3 separate regions of the Gossypium hirsutum genome follow, and regions 1 and 2 are each linked to region 3. The links are chromatin contacts, called in public Hi-C maps. All regions are on one chromosome and are shown on one strand. Each heading gives the region's core, a stretch centred on a gene start, on an enhancer-like site or on the middle of the called end of the contact. The rest is flanking DNA. Distances are from core to core; before and after follow the strand shown.

Region 1 (3,185 bases), core at 129-2,628, 130 kb after region 3:
GACCAAAGCCATATCTTAGAAACTGAAAAGCTCTCTCCTTTACTTGCACTGCTAATCTTTTTTCCTTCAACTGATGGCTTAAATCCACATCCATGGCGTTTATCATAAGAGAGGGTGACCCTAAGATCTGAAGCACCAAGCACATACTGATATGAACCCATTGAAAAACACCTTCTTGCATCTAAATTGCTGCTACTTGTTTCACCTAATGATTCCCTTGGTTGACCATCTAGCCTCTTGAATTTGCCTAGTCTCACAGGCAACACCCCTTTGTCAACTACAATTTCTTCTATTTCCATTGTTTTTTGACCATGGAGTCCTTCATCTTCCCTTATCTCATCAAATTCAAACATTGGGTTCTCCATTGAAAACCCAGGAGTGAAAAGTGTGCCCCTACAGAGAGGGCATGTTGAGTTTGACAAAAGCCAAGTGTCAATACAATTGATATGGAAAGCATGGCTGCACATAGGAAGCAATCTAAGCTTATCTTTCTCTGAAAATTCACACAAACAAACAGCACAATCAAAAGGCTCTTTCAAACCAACAATTTCTTTGTAGTGGAAAACAGGTAAAGCATCAATGAAAGCTTGATCTAACCCAGAATCATGGAGGTGAAACAGTTGTTGAAGCTGTCTTTGGAGAGCATCAGAAGTGGAGATTTCAGGGTATCTATTAGATTGTGAAGATGTGGATGAAGGTGGATGTTTTGTAAGGAATCTAACAAGTAGATGTAAAAGACCAGAGATGAAAAACAAGACAGCCAAGATTACTATAATGAAAAGAAGTGCTGGACTGATTCTAGAACCAGATGATGATGATGGTGGTGAAGGACTTGAATCTTTATGAAAACTAGTAGGAGCATAAGGGGGTGGAAGAAGAGGAGATGGGTATTGAAAGTAGCCATCTTTTTGCTTGATTTGATGATAATGGTGAAACCAAGACATCTTCAAATGGTCATGTTCCAAAACCCAACTATTTTCTTTGCTTTCTAACATCCCACAGATCATATATCTGCACTCAAAGACCATAACTTCAAAACCCCAAACCCAAAAAATTTCAGCCTAACAAAAAAAGTTCAAAGCAAAACATTTCCTTTGCACTAACATAAAAAACATTACATTATCAATAAAGGGAAGAAATTTACCAAAGTTTGAGTGTTTGAAACTTACCAAAGGCTGTAGTTTTAGAAAGAAAAAAGCCTTACAATGGGAGAAAGGTATCTAATCTAAGTATTTATCAAAATAAACCAATGTCAAAAAACACTATTGGTATTTGGGTTTTCTTTTCCTTTTCTTCTAGCTTCTGGTGGGAACAATAAAAAAAGAGCCATGAGAGTGGCAGAACATGAGCAATAGGTTCCAAAGTGCAAGGTTAAAGGATGCCAAAAAGAAAAGCTGGATTATTGGTCCTACTTCCCAATATGAGCGCGTGGGGTTCAAAGGGTCAACCATAAGCAGGCAGCTTGATGCTGTCCTTGTCTTGTTTAATGTTTGGGTCTTCTCAGAGGTTGGGCTAACTTGCCTAAAAACTTTTAACTTTTATTAAAAAATCACCTAATAATGTAATTATTCTTTAGGTTAAACTATTTTTTTAGTCACTCGAGTTTATTAGTGTTCTTATTTTGGTTATTCAATTTAAAATTTTTTATTTTAATTATTCTACTATTAAATGCTTTGCCTTTGGTCACTAACAAAATGTTGATGTGGTAATCTTTTTATCGGTATAATAATAAATTTATCCCTTAACACTTTGTACATTTTATCAAATTAGTCCAAATTCTAAAATTCAAAAACATTATAATTTTAAAAACTTAGAAATGAGTTTAAGGTAATTGAAAGTTTTGGGTTTAAACAAAAGAAAGGATGTTTTATTTGTTATCTGAAAACATAAGAATTTTTTTTAAAAAAAAAATCATTGTTATTCAATTAAATATACATTTCAAATTTTAAAGTTAAGAAATATATATATATTATTTTTATGTCTTTTTATAATAAATAATATATCTTTTCAATTATTTATTTTGAATTTTTAGAATTTGGACTAAATTGAAAAAAATGTGTGAATATTGAGAGTTAAATTTATTAATTTTTTTAGAATTAAGACTATATTGACAAAATATTCAAAGTGTTAAGGGCTAAATTTGTTATTATACCAGTTAAAAGATTATCACATCAACATTCTATCTAGTGACTAAAGTCATTTAACCGTAAAATAACTAAAATTTACAACTTATTTAATAGAAGTGACTAAAATTGACAATTTATCTAACTGGAGTGACTAAAATAATCAAATATTTAAATGGGTGGCCAAAATCGGAACACTGGTAAACTTAGATGACTAAATAGGTAGTTTGCCCTTATTTGTAAAGTGAATATCATTAAATTAATGCAATTACACTCAAATTTAATTATCATACTGCTTTCCAAATATACCAATATATTATTTAAGTTTAAAAAAGTTTCTTTTATATAATAATGATATTTTAGTTTTAGAATATATATTTTAATTTTTAAGGAATAATTATATGTTCTTTTACTAATTTAATTTTTTATTAAAAAATAAATTTTCATGTATTTTGATCTTCAAAATAATTAAATAATATTTATTATAAATTAATTACACTAATTTAACTAAATCGCATAGTGTTTGTTATTAACTATTTATACTTCAATTCGATAGTAAGGAGAATATGTTTAATGTTAAAAAGAAAACAATCCGACAAATATAGAATGTTAGAGTAATTAAATAAAATTACATAACATGTTCATTTTTCTTATTAATTTTTTTAACAATTGTCTTGTCAAATACTTTCTTCAACTATTATATTTCATATGATTTGATATTTAAATTTTTTTACTTGTTTGAATTTTTTTCTCAAAATAGTATCGATAATTTTTATAATAATTAGTATTCTTTTTTAATTTAAAACTATATAGTTACATAATTACAATTTATACTATCAAACATAATATAGAAAATTACAACGTAATTACATTTTGTCCCTAAAAGAATTAAAAGTAATAATTTTACTTTCAATCTAATTACTCTATTGGGTCCAAAATCGATTTTCTTTCTCAATATTAAGATTTGTTTTCCTAATTAATTGATGAAAGATATTTATTAATGAAATGAAAATAGAATATTGCGAATTATTTCCATGTTTTCAAAAATAAAATAAAAAAAAC
Region 2 (3,627 bases), core at 755-3,254, 210 kb before region 3:
TGATAGTAAGAAAATAGAGCTTAAGCTGTATCTTTACTGAAGACAGTCCATAAATAACCAGGTTGGTCTCAGAATATAAACGATTTGCAGAAATAAAGAAGAAAAACATGGCATAAAAGTAAAAAAAGAAAGGGCAATAAGTAACCTTCACATCTCTGTGAATGTGCCCATGAGAATGAAGATAAACAAGAGCTTTAAGAACTTCACGCAACAAAGTAGCAATGACAGGCTCTTCAAAACCTTCAGGAAAAGCAGATTTCATTATATGCAAGCAAGAGCCTCCAGCCATATATGGCATCACAACCCAAAGGTTGTGACCGGTTGCAAATGAGCAATGTGCCCGTAATAAATTTGGGTGATCAATCAAGCTCATAGTCTGGACCTCTCTACGAATTCCATCCTGCATCATTCATGATCAAAAATCTTAAAATGATGTCAACTCTTTATGCTATAGAGCTGCAGGGACTTGAAAGAGAAATCATAAGTAAGCATGCTTCCCAAGTGATAGATTATTAAATACCGTACTTACCAGATCGTTATTGCACTTCTCCAAATCAAGAACCTTGATAGCAACAATCTCATTAAGTGGAATGCATAAAGCCCTGTACACAGTGGCACTGACACCTTCTCCAACTTCTTCATATAACTTGTAATCTTTTGCATTGACTGGAAAACGTTTCTCAAAAGGTTGCTCCATAGCTTCTTTTCACAGCATACCATTACCACCCACCCTCTTTACTCTTATATGTTCCAATTAACAAAAACAAACTTTCAACTAAAGATTGGACTGTGAATCTAATGCGGAGCTTCTTCCAATTTGGTAGCATATTCTCTTCTTTAGCACACAACAGTTTACAAGTTCATGGACTTCATCAAGGTAATAGGCTTACCCAGTCCGCTCCATTGCATGCAGATCCAGTTAAACCCAATCCTAGTTAACAGCACAGAAGACCTTGCACATCAAACCAAGTACTCTTGCCATTGAACTATCAGCAAAGCCTATGAGAAAAGTGGTTTTCCCCAGATAGCAAATAGAAACCTAAAGAATAGCAAATGTTGTATGGCAAGAAACTAATAGATGCACTCAAAAGCTAACCAAAATTCCGTTTAAACTAACCAAAAAGTTAAAAGGGTGTACGGAAGGCAGTTGGTAGTAGGGTAGTTTTAACCTGTAAAAACCCCAAGAAGAAATGGAATTAATTCTTCTTTACAAACGGACCCTTTTTCCAAAGCCATTAAAACCAATAAGCAAAAATTACCTTCCTATAGAAATTAAAACAATTAGATGATATAGAAGAAAAATTTCTAATAAAAACCATGGAAACTCAACACCCATCCTTGCAACAATTAATTTTAAGAATCAATTCAAATAACTAGTTCTTTGAACAGAAAATTCAGCTTTTGAACAACAGTTCAGATAGCCTAAATTGTAACTGTTAACTATCAAAATAGTATAGCATTCATAAAATCTCTCCAAAGCTTCCACATTTCCTCTACAAAACAACTAATCTAATACTAAAAGCATGCCAAAATTCATCAATTTCAAACAACTAACTAAAAAATTTCAATAAAAACATATGAAGAAAAAAAAAGAGCAAGATAAACTTATTCACAGATTTGATACAAACCTAGGGTTTCAGCAGATTCAAATCAGAGCTGAATCTGAAAACAGAATATAAAATTTGCATTAAACAAATCGAAACCCAACACCACCACCTCAAGTCGATTAAAGACTCGATTTCAATTTTCTCAGATATTTTCTTCTTCCTCGTCTTTCCTCTTCTTCTTCTTCTCAAAGACGTCTCTAACGATGACGATTTGGCGATGATAATTATTGGTTGACAAATATTATAAACTTTAATAAAAAAATAAAAAAAAATATTTTAATTAAAAAAAATCTTCGAGTTTCAGGTCCTTGGATCGAATCTTCCAAGTTTCACAGTTTGCAAAGAAAATAAATAAGTAAAAATATTTTCCTTTTTTGAATTTTTTAAGCTCTTTTTGTTTTTTTTCGCAGACTAAAAATAAAGAGATAAAAATATTATTATTATTATTATTATTATTATTATGAGAGGAGAAGCAAAAGTTCAAATACTATGCCAATTTAAGTGGGACCCGACCCGATTTAGATGAGATTTTGGGGGTTCTCGCTTTAGTAGGTGAAAATATCGTTGTTGGGGCGGGTTCCGTGATTTTATCGGGCCAATTTATCAGATAGGTTATTGCTATCACCTGTTATTCCTCCCTTGGTCAACCCTAGTGTCATCCTCAAAAATGGCTTCAATAATTTTCTTGATTTATACATCATTCGCTTATATTAATACTTCAAAATTTGAGTCCGCTCGAATCGAATTGGATTCAAATAAATAATAATATTACAATCATTAAATTAGAAAAGAGAATAAGTTTTAAACATGAAGATCGAACTTTGAATTTAATGTCAATCAATTTGAGTCCACACAAATTATATCTTAAAGTAGTAATTTGATTGATCACATCGACTTAATTTGAAGATTAGTGTTTGGTATACTTATACCGAAATATATTAGCTCCATACTAAAGTTAAAACAATACTACAATTTTGCATAATTTTATATTGATGATGATGTTTTTTAACTCAATAAACAGGATTAAGAAATCACAATCTATCTCGTTTATTTATCTTTAAATATTAATTAAGAATGTATACAATTTTTTCCCTAATCATGGAATTAAAACAATTATCCCTTATGGCACTTAGATATGGTACTTCAGGACCAATAAATTCTTCATCATTCTCAAATGACGAAATTGATCTTTATTAACATCTAATGATTGTACAACCATCAGGATACTCAATGGGTACGTTTTATCCATGTAAAATTTTTTAAAAATATTTTTTGTATAAGTTGACTGATGGACATGAATTCCAACTTTTAAATGTTCGATCTGTAGGCTAAGAAAAAACTTTATTTTTTCAAGATCTTTCATCTCAATTTCTTTCTTTAAACAATTTACTGCATTTGGAGACTCTTCAGGAGTTCTAATAATATTTATATCATCAACATAAATACAATTATCACAAAATATGATCCAAACCTTTTTATAAAGACACATAGACAAATTGGATTATTTTTATAACCTTCTTTTAACAAATACTCACTAAAACTGTAACCCCTAAACCTGGCCTAGACATTATGGCCGAATCTCAAAGGTCACATTGGTCATGTTGCTGGCGCAAAAAATCTTTTAACTATTTTCTTTTTAATAATCGTTATCATTTTAAAATGCCATTTTGATTTGCTTTAAGAAAAGCCAAGTATTGTCAAAATTGTTTACCTTTAGAAAAACTCAAGTATTGATGGTTTACAAAAAAACATAATTTTTCAAGTAAATGTCGCAGCGAAAAAAATAACAAAACACATTTGTCACTTTGAAAACATATGTTAATATATCTTGTAAAATCTCAATTTAATGAGTAGATAGTGTTGAATTTAAAAAATGAAGTATTGAATTTGAAAATACAATCATTGAGTTGAGTTTGGCGTTCTTATGAAAAATCTTGTTTTACTTATCAATTCCATACATCGTCTTAGGTGATAGTTTAAGAATACAAATCATGCGAAACAATCCAAAAACCAATATTCA
Region 3 (3,243 bases), core at 598-3,097:
ATGACAAATGAAGCACGTGGTAATATAACAATCTTTGAAAATTTCCCTTCCAAAGGCGACCAGCAACATTCGAACGATAAAGGAGAATCAAGAGTTACCTCTCTGAATTTCCATGCCATCATAGAAGTGCCTTTGGACGAGGTCAACAAAATTCCCAGCTGTTACCGGGGCATTATACCCATCGAGAACAATACGGAACACACACTCCTCTAGATTCGGGTTGTCTTTGACTTTGACCTTCATATCCACAGCTGCTCTCCCCTTCAAAAGCGGCATATTCTTATATTCTTCCGGTACTTCATATGGGAAGCCATCTACCATATCTTCTTCAACACTGCAGAAATCCAATTCCCGAGGAAGATCTCAGCTGCAGTCAATGACAAGGTATCTCTATGAGAATAGTTTATTTTGTAAGAGGCATAACTTTTAAGTCCTTACTAACTGGTTCGGTGAAAGTATGACACGGTTTTTAAGGCATTATGACCAGATATCTACAATTAACAAACTAAACAGTTTGTTAGAAGACTAGCTTCGTGTATGATACATTTTTTAAGGAATTATGAATCAAGGCATTTCACGTATCTGCAGCTTAGAAAACTTACCACTACATGGATCATTTTCGGGTTGGTTTCAGAAAACCGATGGAATTTAAAACTTTATATAGTTTTTGAATCAAGAGTCTTTCTTAGTGGATGGATGATCTGAGCAGCAAAAGATTTTTTTAAAGATTTGGGATACTCACTCTCCAATATATTGAAGCAGCTCCTTCTGTTTAGGTGCCACCGCATCTCTATTCCGATCCTCCACGGTCCGTTGTAGTTCCTCCATCCCGACTTCCAGCTTGTCAAGCAATTCTGCTCCACGGTCCTTCTTTGCTTCGGCTAATCCCGAGATAATTAACGTTTTCCCTTGCTTAAGAGCTCGAGATGCTTGCCTCACATTCTAAGATTTTATGAACTATCACCAAAAGCATATAGAAATATTGAACTTGGAGTTGGAATAAAAGCAAGGGAGACTTACTCTCTCGACGGAATCGAGTGCCTTGACACCGGCAATCTTGAGAGACTCGGATATATCTTCAAGTGGTTTTTGCACTTCTCTAACAGCTTTATTGTTAATTGGCAATGCATATCTCAACAAAGCTCCAGGGTCTTTTATTGGAGGCCCAGAGATTAAAACAGATAAATCTGGCAATGGAGGATTAGCTGCATATGCATCAAGTGATGGGATTCCAGTTATTAACTCAGCTGCCAAAATAATGGAGATTGCACATTCCTTCAGGGAAAATGGCCTCCCTTTCTGCTAAAAAAAAACCCAATATTTTATTACATCAATTGCATAAAAACTAAACTTTACCACCCATTTCTGCTAAAAAAGAAAAACAAACAAACTATTTCAGGTCAATTGCATAAAAAACCAATCTTTACTCGGAAAAAAGGAAAGAAATTAACTTCAGTATTCTACTTTATATTGACATTCATCACTCAGATTATTTGATCAAATTCATATAGAAGAAAAAACATGCTAGCTTTTCACTAATGATCAAAAGGTACCATTATAACTCAAGAGAAAAACCCCAACCTGCCCATTCTGAAGCTGACACTGAACATGCTTGTGGGAATTATATTTGGGAGTTGTTAGAAAGGTTGAAGCTTTAGTGGGGAGTGTTGGGTTAATCCATTTAGAGGCAGCTAAAGGATAGTAAGAGTTACAAGAGATAATAGCAACCATGTTAGCACTTATACCATAAATCAAAGATTTCACGGGGAAAAGAAAAGGGGATTTTAGTTGAGATGGAGAAAGAGATAAGATTGTTGGGAAATACAACTTCTTACCAGAAACAGTTATATCTTCTGCAATTAATAATATGGTTAAAAATATGCGTATAGTCCCTATACTTTTCAAAAACTAGGAATTTAGCTCCTATATTTGTATTTCTAGGAATTTAGTCACTTTACTTTTCAGATTTCAAAATTCAAGTCCAACTATTAATACGATTATTTTCTTTCTTTTTTAAAAATTCAGGTTAATTATAATATCTTTTTTAGTTATATGACTACTAAGTGAATAGTCTTTTAATTTCAAAATGTCACAGAAACAAATTAAAAAAAAATTTGTTAGCGATTAGACTTGAATTTTGAAATTTGAAATTTGAAAATTAGAGAGACTAAATTCTAATTTGGTTGCTCATCTTATCCCTTAACCATAAGATATGGGGTTCAATCCCCACCCATTGGAATGAAACACATTTCATGGTTAGTCGTTTATCTCTTTGGAGAGCACCTGCGGCAAGAAAATCAGTCATTAATATCGACAGTGGACACCTTAGTTTCTAGGGATGAGTATTCGATCGAATCAAGTGAAAAAATTTCAAGTTAACGAGTCTTATTTTATCATCTTAATTCGATTTGAATTTTTTTCGAATCAAGTTGAGTAAAATGAAATTCAAGTCAATATCAAATCGAGTGAAATTGTTTAAATTAAAAAATTAAACAGGTCAAATTAAAATCTTGTTACAGTATAATTAATTTCACATTAGTACATAAATTTGAAACCATATATATTTGAAAACTTTTTCAAAACATACTTTGGAACGATAAACTTGGATAATTAATTAACTTATTTTTTAAAAAAAATTTAAAATTTTTCCTTTCTTTATATATTCTTTAAATTTTTTAAAATTTATGTAAATATTTTAAAATTTAAAAAAAATATTTTTTTTTGTAATTTTTGTTGAGAGAAAGACTAGTTTGTTCATTTTCAAAATTAAAAGGAACCAAAGAGGTGTTCACATCGATCTATTATTCGAGTTGTAAAATTCAATTCAACTTGAATTATTTATTTAAGTTGCTCATCAAAAAAAATTGTAATTTTCGAAAAATACAACAATTTGACTACATCTTAAGCTAAAAATAAAAAGGGTGTGTCATCCATAAGAATTTTGGATGTCTCAGTTGAGATGTTCTACACTGAATTTGCCCACCATAATATGTCGATTTTATCAGAACAGCACTGCTTAGTTCAAAGTGTTGTATTTTTTTTAATTTATTTTGAAATTGTTTCTTCATTAAATCATTCCTTCTAGTTTTATTATATAAAGTACAAAATACTAAACACATTTCACATTGAATTAATCCAAAGTAGTTTTTAAACAACATCCTCAAAATTTTGATAATATTACAGTCAAATCATCTAATTTTATGAATATTTTATTTCAATTTTTAAAATTCTAAAGGAAATTTA

Evidence for each region. A called contact is a pair of places that touch in the nucleus more often than the background predicts.
Region 1: a contact with region 3 is called in a Hi-C map of leaf, with 2.1 times the contacts expected there. The contact joins the promoter of LOC107892298 here to the promoter of LOC107892293 in region 3. A contact is called at or near these places in 12 of 34 Hi-C or Micro-C datasets (callus, hypocotyl, leaf and 1 more).
Region 2: a Hi-C map of leaf shows a contact between it and region 3, with 2.7 times the contacts expected there. The contact joins the promoter of LOC107892286 here to the promoter of LOC107892293 in region 3. A contact is called at or near these places in 2 of 34 Hi-C or Micro-C datasets (both in leaf).

Annotation. Positions count from the first base shown.
Region 1 is chrD09:7,893,747-7,896,931 of Gossypium_hirsutum_v2.1, reverse strand. It overlaps LOC107892298 (RING-H2 finger protein ATL46), which reads right to left and starts at 1,378. Exons shown (of 3, transcript XM_041101656.1): 1 at 598-1,378; 2 at 1-393. The coding sequence starts at 1,028.
Region 2 is chrD09:8,231,653-8,235,279 of Gossypium_hirsutum_v2.1, reverse strand. LOC107892286 (serine/threonine-protein kinase BLUS1) reads right to left here and starts at 2,004. Exons shown (of 21, transcript XM_041101665.1): 1 at 1,629-2,004; 2 at 530-1,169; 3 at 146-400. The coding sequence starts at 697.
Region 3 is chrD09:8,023,608-8,026,850 of Gossypium_hirsutum_v2.1, reverse strand. It overlaps LOC107892293 (peptidyl-prolyl cis-trans isomerase, chloroplastic), which reads right to left and starts at 1,847. Exons shown (of 7, transcript XM_016817327.2): 1 at 1,582-1,847; 2 at 1,021-1,299; 3 at 743-942; 4 at 99-334. The coding sequence starts at 1,731.